3 separate regions of the Mus musculus genome follow, and regions 2 and 3 are each linked to region 1. The links are chromatin contacts, called in public Hi-C and HiChIP or PLAC-seq maps. All regions are on one chromosome and are shown on one strand. Each heading gives the region's core, a stretch centred on a gene start, on an enhancer-like site or on the middle of the called end of the contact. The rest is flanking DNA. Distances are from core to core; before and after follow the strand shown.

Region 1 (3,107 bases), core at 309-2,808:
TAATCATTGCAGGAAATGTTCACTTAGAACACTGTCCACAGCTCTTATCCTAAGAATTTCTAGAAATGGAATTACTGGTACAAAAGATATGGCACCCTTTTAATATTCATTTTTGAATACACGTGTACAGACAGAGCTGGCCTTTATTGATATAATTTTCAAGATATATGTGTTTAAGTAATAACTTCTTAAAAGGAGTTGTTCTGTTTTGTTTTGTTTTACTCCAGGGTTAGTAAGTCTCAGTTGCACTAAGCCAGTAGATTCAATTTTGATTTTTATTTTCTTGCCATTCTATATTTTACTCCTCTCCATACCCAACTCCAAATGGCATGCTTATCTTGTCTCACCTTTGCCTTGACTGTCCTTTCTAGCCTGAATCTTGGAGGTGAAAGAAAAAAAATCCAGAACTGACCGTTGTCTTTATCTCGCTTGACTCCCATTTTCACTCAATTCCAAGTAATTCTTTTTTAAAAAAATTTTAAAATTTTTCTATTTTTTATTTTTTGGTTTTTCGAGACAGGGTTTCTCTGTATTTCTCTGGCTGTCCTGGAACTCACTCTGTAGACCAGGCTGGCCTCGAACTCAGAAATCCGCCTGCCTCTCTGCCTCCCAAGTGCTGGGATCAAAGGCGTGCACCACCACTGCCCGGGCCCCAAGTTTGTTTGTTTGTTTTTTTGAGACAGGGTTTCTCTGGATTTCTCTGTGTAGCCCTGGCTGTCCTGGAATTCGTTCTGTAGACCAGGCTGGCCTCGAACTCAGAAATCCACCTGCCTCTGCCTCCCAAGTGCTGGGATTAAAGGCGTGCGCCACCACCGCCCGGCTTGCTTTTTTTTTTCTTTTTTTCTTTTTTTTTTTTTTAATTTAGGAAACGCACAAGTCTCAAGTGCACCGGCTCTGTTTTTCCTAAGATAAGGTTCACAAACAGTATTACTTGGGTCCTTTAGAGGACTTTCACAATCCCACCGCTCATTCTATTCAGGTACATTGGATTAAGCATGCAAAGATCAGATGCCTGTCTCCTTCAATGTTTGGGGTGATCAATTTACTTGTGAGTCTCTAGGTTCCTAGTCTGGACTGCACTGGTGCTGAGCCGCAGGAAGGTCAAGTTCAAGTTGTCCGCCGTAGCAGACACCCACACCCTGGAGGGTCAATGCAGTCCCCAGTACTGCACAGTTTGCCTTCTTTAAGGTGTCTGCCCTTCTAATCCGCAGGTCCAGGGCGTTTCAAGGCCACAGGAAGGCGCTCGGGGCAACTGCCTCCCACCGCCCTGGGCTGCTTTCTTAAGGAGGGGTGGGCGGGGACGCCGCCGCCGCTGCTCTTCAATCTCAGGCAGGCTGCTTGCCGGGTCTCGAGCGGACTAGAGGCTGAGAGTCGGCCTCCCGGGGCCGCAGCGCGTTTCCGCCCGCCCCTCCCCCAGCAAACAGGAACCAGCACCGTCCCGGGTCCCGCGCTTCTCTGCTGCCCTCCACCGGGGGGACTGCCTTTTATAGACACTCCGGCCAATGAGCGCGCTCCTTTTCCTCGGCCCGCCCTCCCAGCCAATCGTCGCTTCCCTGGTGTAATCTTCGGCTCCTCGGCTGCTCTCGGCGATCTTCGCTGTTGCTGGCTTTTTCAGGAGCTGCTCGCTGGCAGCCCGAGACGCTGCTGCTTTTTTTTTTTTTCCGGGTTCGGAGCCATTCCGGATGCTTTAGGCTGCCGGATGTCTGATCTCCGGATAACTGAGGCGTTTCTGTACATGGATTATCTGGTAGGTGCGGGGCGCCGGCGGCATGTCGCCTCTCGGATCTCGCGGTGGCCCATGGCCCCCTGCCTGGAGCAGCAGCCTCTCGGCTTTCTTTCTTTGGGATGGGATGCCTTGGGTTGCTTTCTCCCGGGGCTGGCTCTGAGGGGCGGCGGCGGGGGGAGAGGACGGGCTGACAGGTAAAGGCGCGGAGGGGACCGGCGGGACTGCGGGAGATGGGGCCACGCTCCGCGCGCCTCTCCGCGCTCCCGGCGCAGGACTTTCTTTCCGGGGAAGCTGGAGTTTTCCGCTCTCCTCTTAGCAGAACTCCAAGAGCTATTAAAGAGCCATAAGCAGAATGGCTCGCTAAGTGCCTGGCAGGTCCGGTCATTTGGTCGTTATTAGATCTCTAAAGGAATGACCTGGGTCGTGGCGGGATTTTAAAAACACATTACCAGAAAGTAGACTGGACTAAACCACATTGCAACCCGGCCTGAGCAGGATTGGGCAGGGACAGGCATTGCCCCGCGGCTGTGGTTGTGGTGCACGCCGCTTTTGTGCATGGTGTGCATGGTTTGGCAATCGGTTTGAGATCAGCCCCGTGCTGGGAAGTTTAGGTAGGAAAAGTTTTTTTAGCACAGCGCTGGAACGGAACACTTAGACGTGTTTCTAGAATTGTGCAAGCCTCGTGTTTTCGTTCCAGAAATTGTATTTCCACAGAGCTGCCTGTTTGTGGTCAAGCAGATCCTTTTTGACATGAACCGTGTTCGATCCTGCCCATTTTCTGCGTGGATGGTGTCAGAACGAACGGCTGTTGCCATGCAGTGCTGAAGTAGAGGGTTAGAAGTGTTGGCCCTTCTGTCATCCTGTAGGACACATGGTTTTTCCACTGCAGATTGGCCTAGCAGAGATTTGTCAGTGCCTTCTAGGAATTACACTTAAGGCTGTACGGAGAAAGACCGAATACTTTCCAGACCAAGAAAGAGAGGGCTGCGTTGTAACGTTACCAGTGTATGAGGGTTTATTCAGGTGTGTAGAAACTGGCAAGGATGGAGACCAGTTAGTGCGCGACCTTGAGAACAGAGCCGAAGTCAGAGTCTCAGTTGAATTTTGGTTTTGCTGTCTATGTATTCATGGCAGTGACTTCTATCTTTGTCATAAAGGGGTGTTATCGCTGCGCCAGGTTAGGTGGGCTATCTGTGAACATTCTTTAAGCGTCCTTGTAGGTTGATGATTCTCAAATATGTCCAGGAGGCTATTTTGAAAGTTAAATGGTTGGTTGATTTGTAGTTTACCCATATCATGCTATGGCTATGTCTTGTAATCTGCCCCACAAAACGCCAGTTTGCTGAGAAAAAAAAATTACCAAATAAGAAGAAAGTATAGG
Region 2 (3,107 bases), core at 276-2,775, 38 kb before region 1:
CTAAAGTTTTTTTTTTAATTTATATCCCTTCATTTTTAGGGCAAAGAAATTAAATTTATATCTAGGGCCTTCATTCTGTATAGATTCCATGTAGCCAGGAAAAGGTAAGCCTTGTAAGCAACTAGTAAAATTATTGCTGTTTCTTTTTAAGACACTGTGGTTGAGTTCTTGAATGCTGTTGTTGCCACTGTTACTGTAGTTTTGCTTCTGTTTTTCAGTGGGGCAGGTTGTATGCAGGAAAACAGATTCTGTGGAGCCCACGGAATCACAACGTCATACCTGCAATCATGTTTGAGCTTCAGTTCCCACTTGAGCATAAGCAGGAACTTTGACTGTTTCAAAGAGAAGGAAGCACAAACAGAGATTCCCCCTAATGATGAGGTCGTGCAGTGTATGAGATAAAAGTCCAGTGAGTCTGAGCCCAAGTTCTTGGGTCTCCAGGGCGACCTGGAGGAACACTATAGGAATCAGACACCCTGAAATGTGTTCTCAATCCTCAAGAGGAAACCTGAACGATAGAAGGTGTAGTGACTCCTCAAATCCTCCCTTTCCTCGTCTGTAAAAGGAAATTAAAGTCCCCTCTTGGCCCCAGGGCTGTGCTGGCGCTGATTAATCATTAAGACTGACCTCATTAAGTGCTGAACTTCAGGCTAAGCAGAGAATGAAGTGTGTGCCGGTGAACTTTGAACCCATCAGAGGCACAAGGGAAGAGTGAAGACTTATTTCCTAATATCTTTTACTTACCAGTATTTCTTGTTTGGTTTTGAATATCAGACTTATTTCTTTAAACCCTAGTCTATTCCTGAGTTTCTTTGCTGGGTTCCAGGTCTAGCTCTTTCTAGATCCAGGTTTGACAAGCAAGGGATGTGGGAAGATCATGGCAGGTTTGTATGTTCATGGAGTGCCTTGTGATTCTGTAGTTGGAAGCAGCCTCTGGAGAACCCACATGTTTGGCTGCTATAAAGTTCTTCATTGCTCTGGGGCTCCAACACTCTCAGGGCCTGGAGAACCGGGTCTTGGCATAGAGTTAGCAGCCTGTATCATTGGTTGTTGGTGTCTCATTCTCCTTTGTTTCTTTCAACATGTCCCTTGCAGGAGAAATTCAAGGGTTGTTTGTTTGCTTGTTTGAAGGAATGGTATTGCAACGGTAAGAACAGGAAATTATTTAATAATGCATAGAACATCACATGTTGAGTTCTACAGCTGTGTTATGCATTTTGTCATCGCTTAATCTCACAGATCAGGGTGTTCTCTCTTTCCTCAGCTTTAATAACATTTAACGATCCCTGTACTAGTGACTTGCCTTGTTGCTGAGACAAAAATGCCCGACAGAAGCAACTTGAGGCTCTCGGTCTGAGGATACAGCCCGTCTATCACAGCAGGGAAGGAGGGTAGCAGGAACTTAGGACAGCTGTCACATTACCGGTGACAAAACAGAGAACTGCTGATCCTCAGCTGACTTCCTCCTCCCCATTCAGTCTGGTATTCAGTCAGGGTCTGTCCTCCCCCCTCCATAACCTAATCAAGCAATTAACACTCACAGACATGCCCAGAAGTCTGTTTCCATAGTAACTTTATTTTGTGTGTGTGTGTGTGAGTGTGTGTGTGTGTGTGCACGTGTGTGTGTGTGTGTGTGTGTGTGTGTGCGCCCGTGTGTGTGTGTGTGTGTGTGTGTGTGTGTGTGTGTGTGAGTGTGTGGGGTGCACATGCACCCAGAGGACAACTTTCAGGATTCAGTTCTCTGTCTCAACCAAGAAACCTTATCCTATCAAGATGGTCACAATTAACTGTCAGAATCCCTAACTTTTGGATTCTTTGGGGTAGAAGTTAGGGTGCTCCACATATCCTCCCAAGGGGTTTTACAACTAACAATTTGTGCGAGGCAACCAGTATAATAAAGAACATAGTTGACCCAGAGGCCTCAGCGCCCAGGACTCTTCCTCAAGCGTTTCTTCACATTCAGTTCCTTTTGTACTCTCAAAAGACATTTAGTCCTATTTTGTCAGCCTGTGGCAAGACCTCAGGGCATATCCTTTCTGAAAAAGAAAAACCTCCTGAAGAGAGCTGCTGGCAAATTTTCTTACATAAACCAGGAATTAGCATCTTTTTCCAGTAAAGGTTCGAGGGGTAAGTATTCCTATCTCTGTAGGTCGATGACCTCTGTTGCAGACCGTTCAACTGTGTTGCCACAGTGGGAAAGCAGTGCAACAGCAGGACATACACAAATCCGCCACATTCCTACTGACTTAGTCAGGGTTTCTATTCCTACACAAAACATCACATCCAAGAAGCAAGTTGGGGGGGGAAAGAGTTTATTCTGCTTACACTTCCACGTTGCTGTTCATCATCAAAGGAAGTCAGGACTGGAACTCAAGCAGGTCAGGAAGCAGGAGCTGATGCAGAGGCCATGGAGGGATGTTACTTACCGGCTTGCTTCCCCTGGCTTGCTCAGCTTGCTTTCTTATAGAACCCAAGACTACCAACCCAGGGATGGTCCCACCCACAAGGGGCCCTCCCTGCTTGATCATTAATTGAGAAAATGCCTTACAGCTGGATCTCATGGAGGCATTTCCTCACCTGAAGCTCCTTTCTCTGTGATAATTCCAGCTTATGTCAAGTTAACACAAAACCAGCCAGTACACCTACCAAACAGGCTTGGTTTGTCCCTGTTACTTTCCCCCCATCTCTGACCTAGGCAGTGGTGCTATTAGGACCAATCACTCTCCTACAAAATGCTTTTGAAAACATTAGCAAAAGATGTTCAGTCCTGAGTCTTAGTCACACAGGGAGGTAAAATATCCTTCAAAATATATCCATCCTGGTATTTCCTAAAGGCCACTCCACATTTACCGCACAAACATACATCACACATTTGACTGAAGTGTCATGAACTCATGAAAGTTTAGTGTAGTGTTAGCCATTAGTGTGCACTCGAGGAAGCAGATAAAGTCTTGAATCTGCTGTCTGAAGCAAAAGTATATGGTGGAGTTTATAAGATAAGGAACTGATGAGGGTTGGGCTTAAAAGGAGGTTGAGATGTGACACTTTTTGTCTAAGAGTAAACTATATAACTGATACATAACAATAAACACATAACTGACGTTTAT
Region 3 (3,107 bases), core at 394-2,893, 34 kb after region 1:
TCCAGCAACAAAGATAAAATAGGCACAGCACACCATGGATATGTGTTCGAGAAAGAAGCCGTAGAAAAGCACGTGAATTCATTTCTATGAACTTCAAGCAACAGTTCAGCTTGTGGTTGTTTCTAGGGCAGCAATTCTCAACTCCACTTTGCCCTACAGGGATCCATAGCAACACAAGGGGGACTTTGGGTTGTTACAACCTGGGGTAATGATGGAAGGGGGGCTATTGGCATCTAGCGAGTCTAAGCCGGGAGATTGCTACACATCTCATAATTGCTAATCTCTGAAGAATCGTCTAGACTAAAATGATCAGTAGTGTAAGGTCAAGACACTGAGAGTGGAGGGAAGGAAATTAGCTTTCAACGGAGCAATAGTGTTCTACTTTAATGCCTGGAATGCTATTCTATAAACGATGTCTCTCTTACTCTGTATTTCACATTGCAGCAATAAGAAAGCAACGGAAGAAAGATGGTTGGGATTTGTTTTTTGTTTCGAGGCTGGGTGAATTGACTATCTATCGCCTCACTCCTATTTCTTCAGGAATATGGGAGGCATCTCTGAGGGTAACCATTAGACAAGTCTTTTTTTTAAAAAAAAAAAAAACAACTTAAGATTCAGTGGCAAAATGTCTTGGCATTTTTCCCTCTGAAGGTCCAAGGAGAGGGTTCTGAGACTGTAGGCAGGAGATACTGTTTCCTTTTGAATGTCAAATGATGGTTTTAAGTAAGGATTGCCCAAGGTTTACCCAAAGTCATTTTGTTTTCTCACCCCAGTTTCACAGAGGATGTATCAAATGTATCCAAAAAGCCTAAGGAGATGGTTTAAAATGAATAATGCAGAATTCCAAGGAAAATATAAGAACTCAGACTGTCCCCAGCGTCCTTGAGAACAGGAGCTGGTCTTGTGTCTGTGTTTGTCTTCACATCTCTGGGCCTGTTGCACAGTGTACTGGCTGGTTTTGTGTGTCAACTTGACACAAGCTGGAGTTCTCACAGAGAAAGGAGCCCCTATTGAGGAAATGCCTCTATGAGATCCAGCTGTAAGGCATTTTCTCAATTAGTGATCAAGGGGGAAAGGCCCCTTGTGGGTGGGACCATCGCTGGGCCGGTAGTCCTGGGTTCTATAAGAAAGCAAGCTGAGCAAGCCAGGGGAAGCAAGCCAGAAAGTAACATCCCTCCATGGCCTCTGCATCAGCTTCTGCTTCCTGCCCTGCTTGAGTTCCAGTCCTGACTTCCTTTAGTGATGAACAGCAATGTGGGAAGTGTAAGCCGAATAAACCCTTTCCTCCCCAACTTGCTTCTTGGCTCATGATGTGCAGGAATACAAACCCTGACTAAGACACACAGCATCTGGCACAGGGCACGTCGTACATGGATGTTGGATGTTCCGTTGTATGCAAGGGAGCGCTTTTCCTTTAGTTTTCCGTTATGAGAGCTAAAGTTATTCCACCTTTTGCTTAGTGGCATATCACAGGTGGGTGTTTGTCCCCAGAAAAATGAAGAAATCTTAGTCTTCTGAGATGCAAACAGCAAGTTTGGGTTTGGCATTTCAAAATTGAGTTGGAGGAGTATGGGGGTGGCTGAAGGGGGCGGGGGAGAGTTTATTAGTTTCGTTTTCACTGTGACCACATCACTGTCACCACATCATGGTGACCACATATCTGAGAAGAGATCTTAAAAGAGGAAAAGCTGCCCCATTGACCTACTTCTACTTACTCTATGGGGTTTCACCTTCGAAAGTTCCTTGAACATATAGATAATGCCTTCTGCTGGAGATTTAAGCCTTTAGCACCTGAACCTGTTGGCACATTTCAGATCCAGACAATAATGGGGACCAGCAGGAGCAGAGAGAGAGCCTCTGTTCATCAGATACCTATTAAAGTGGGGAGGGAAGAGGGCTGGAGAAGATGGATTCTAGACACGGCTCTGAGGAGGTTGATGCTGGGCAGGTGGAGCCTCCCTAAGAAGTTCCATGTTGGAAGGAAACTATCTCACCTCCAGGCCTCTTAACTTTGGGCCTTGGCAGATACACAGCTCAGCACAAATATTGTGGTGAGCCCAAAGTTGTGGCAGCTGGGAGCTGACACATCAACTGTACTTCTGTGGAAGGGAAGTTTGAGTGACATATCTCTGTGGCTGCTGCGGTGAGTCAACACAGCAGAGTGTGAATCCAAAGACACTAAATGGAAAATTCCAGAAATAAGTTTAAATTGCATGCTATTTTGAGCTGCAAGATGGATTTTGAACTGTCTCCCACACTCCAGTAGTATATGAATCCCCTTTAGGTCTGGTGTATGTATGCTGTATATATATATATATATTCCTTGATCGCTAAGGTCATTTAGCTTAGTGGCTCCTGTTAGATCAACTGTCACAGTATTACATTGCTTATATTCAAATAATTTTTAACAGTGGGCTGAAAGGCGCAAAGCTAGTGATGTGGGCAGTTTTATTCCATTGAAGTCATCCTATTGAGTCTCTCTGTTTCATTACCTGTTATTAATTGCTTGCTATGCCTAATGTATTAATTAAGGTTTGACATGAGAATGTATGTATAAGGTAAATATACTGCATATAGGATTTGGTATTATCTGAAGTTTTAGAAACGTGAAGGTTTTGGAGTGTCCCCTTAGAGGATAGAGCTGTACTCAGTCATTTACATCTAGGATCTGGGAATAGCAGGACTTCCAATAACAGTGTATTCATCAGTAAATACCTCACATTTAGCCTGAGCCTCGGCCCCTGCAGGTGTTCACCTCTGCTTACTCCGTGAAGAGAATCTGCATGTGGATTCATTTCAAGGCTCATAAAATAAGTGCTGTGGTTTGAGATCTGTCCCCTAAAGAGTTTGTATGCCGAAGCTTGAACTATCAATGTGGTGACACTGGAGATGGGACCATTGTGAGATGCTTAGATGTGAGTGAGGTTGTGAGGATAGGGGGCCTTCAGAAGACTAGTCTCTTAGAAGAAGAGCAGCCAGAAGGCTTGCTTCCTGTCTCATTGTCCGCTGTATGAATAGCAGCCATGAAACTGGCCATCTGTAACCAAAGCAGGGTGCTCACCAGCACTGACCACGTGGGCATCCTGATGGAGAATTTCTTGCCTCCT

What was found. A called contact is a pair of places that touch in the nucleus more often than the background predicts. HiChIP or PLAC-seq counts read pairs in DNA pulled down with a chosen protein or histone mark.
Region 2: a Hi-C map of the G1E-ER4 cell line shows a contact between it and region 1, with 2.8 times the contacts expected there. The contact joins the enhancer-like site here to the promoter of Arl15 in region 1. A contact is called at or near these places in 3 of 39 promoter capture datasets (embryonic stem cells, frontonasal cranial neural crest and macrophages), 6 of 484 Hi-C or Micro-C datasets (the G1E-ER4 cell line, embryonic stem cells, morula and 1 more) and 8 of 115 datasets of contacts at active chromatin or transcription factors (the SCID.adh cell line, bone marrow-derived macrophages, embryonic stem cells and 3 more).
Region 3: a contact with region 1 is called in an H3K4me3 HiChIP or PLAC-seq map of bone marrow-derived macrophages, with 4 times the contacts expected there. The contact joins the enhancer-like site here to the promoter of Arl15 in region 1. A contact is called at or near these places in 1 of 39 promoter capture datasets (macrophages), 1 of 15 datasets of contacts at CTCF or cohesin (CD8 T cells), 9 of 484 Hi-C or Micro-C datasets (CD8 T cells, bone marrow-derived macrophages, embryonic stem cells and 5 more), 12 of 115 datasets of contacts at active chromatin or transcription factors (CD8 T cells, the HPC-7 cell line, the SCID.adh cell line and 4 more) and 1 of 9 other capture datasets (adipose tissue).

What each region holds. Positions count from the first base shown.
Region 1 is chr13:113,792,950-113,796,056 of GRCm38.p6, forward strand. It overlaps Arl15 (ADP-ribosylation factor-like 15), which reads left to right and starts at 1,559. Exons shown (of 5, transcript NM_172595.4): 1 at 1,559-1,747. The coding sequence starts at 1,700.
Region 2 is chr13:113,754,551-113,757,657 of GRCm38.p6, forward strand. No RefSeq gene overlaps it. Among named protein-coding and RNA genes, the nearest start is that of Gm31276, 20 kb to the left of the region's middle. Within about 2 kb of position 1,526, at least 20 of the 459 cell types and tissues checked have an H3K27ac peak or open chromatin away from gene starts, as enhancers often do. A contact at or near this core is called in the G1E-ER4 cell line, bone marrow-derived macrophages, intestinal villus epithelium and 1 more, where this site is marked.
Region 3 is chr13:113,827,173-113,830,279 of GRCm38.p6, forward strand. All of the region lies in intron 1 of Arl15 (ADP-ribosylation factor-like 15), which reads left to right. Among named protein-coding and RNA genes, the nearest start is that of Arl15, 34 kb to the left of the region's middle. Within about 2 kb of position 1,644, at least 68 of the 459 cell types and tissues checked have an H3K27ac peak or open chromatin away from gene starts, as enhancers often do. A contact at or near this core is called in CD8 T cells, the SCID.adh cell line, bone marrow-derived macrophages and 2 more, where this site is marked.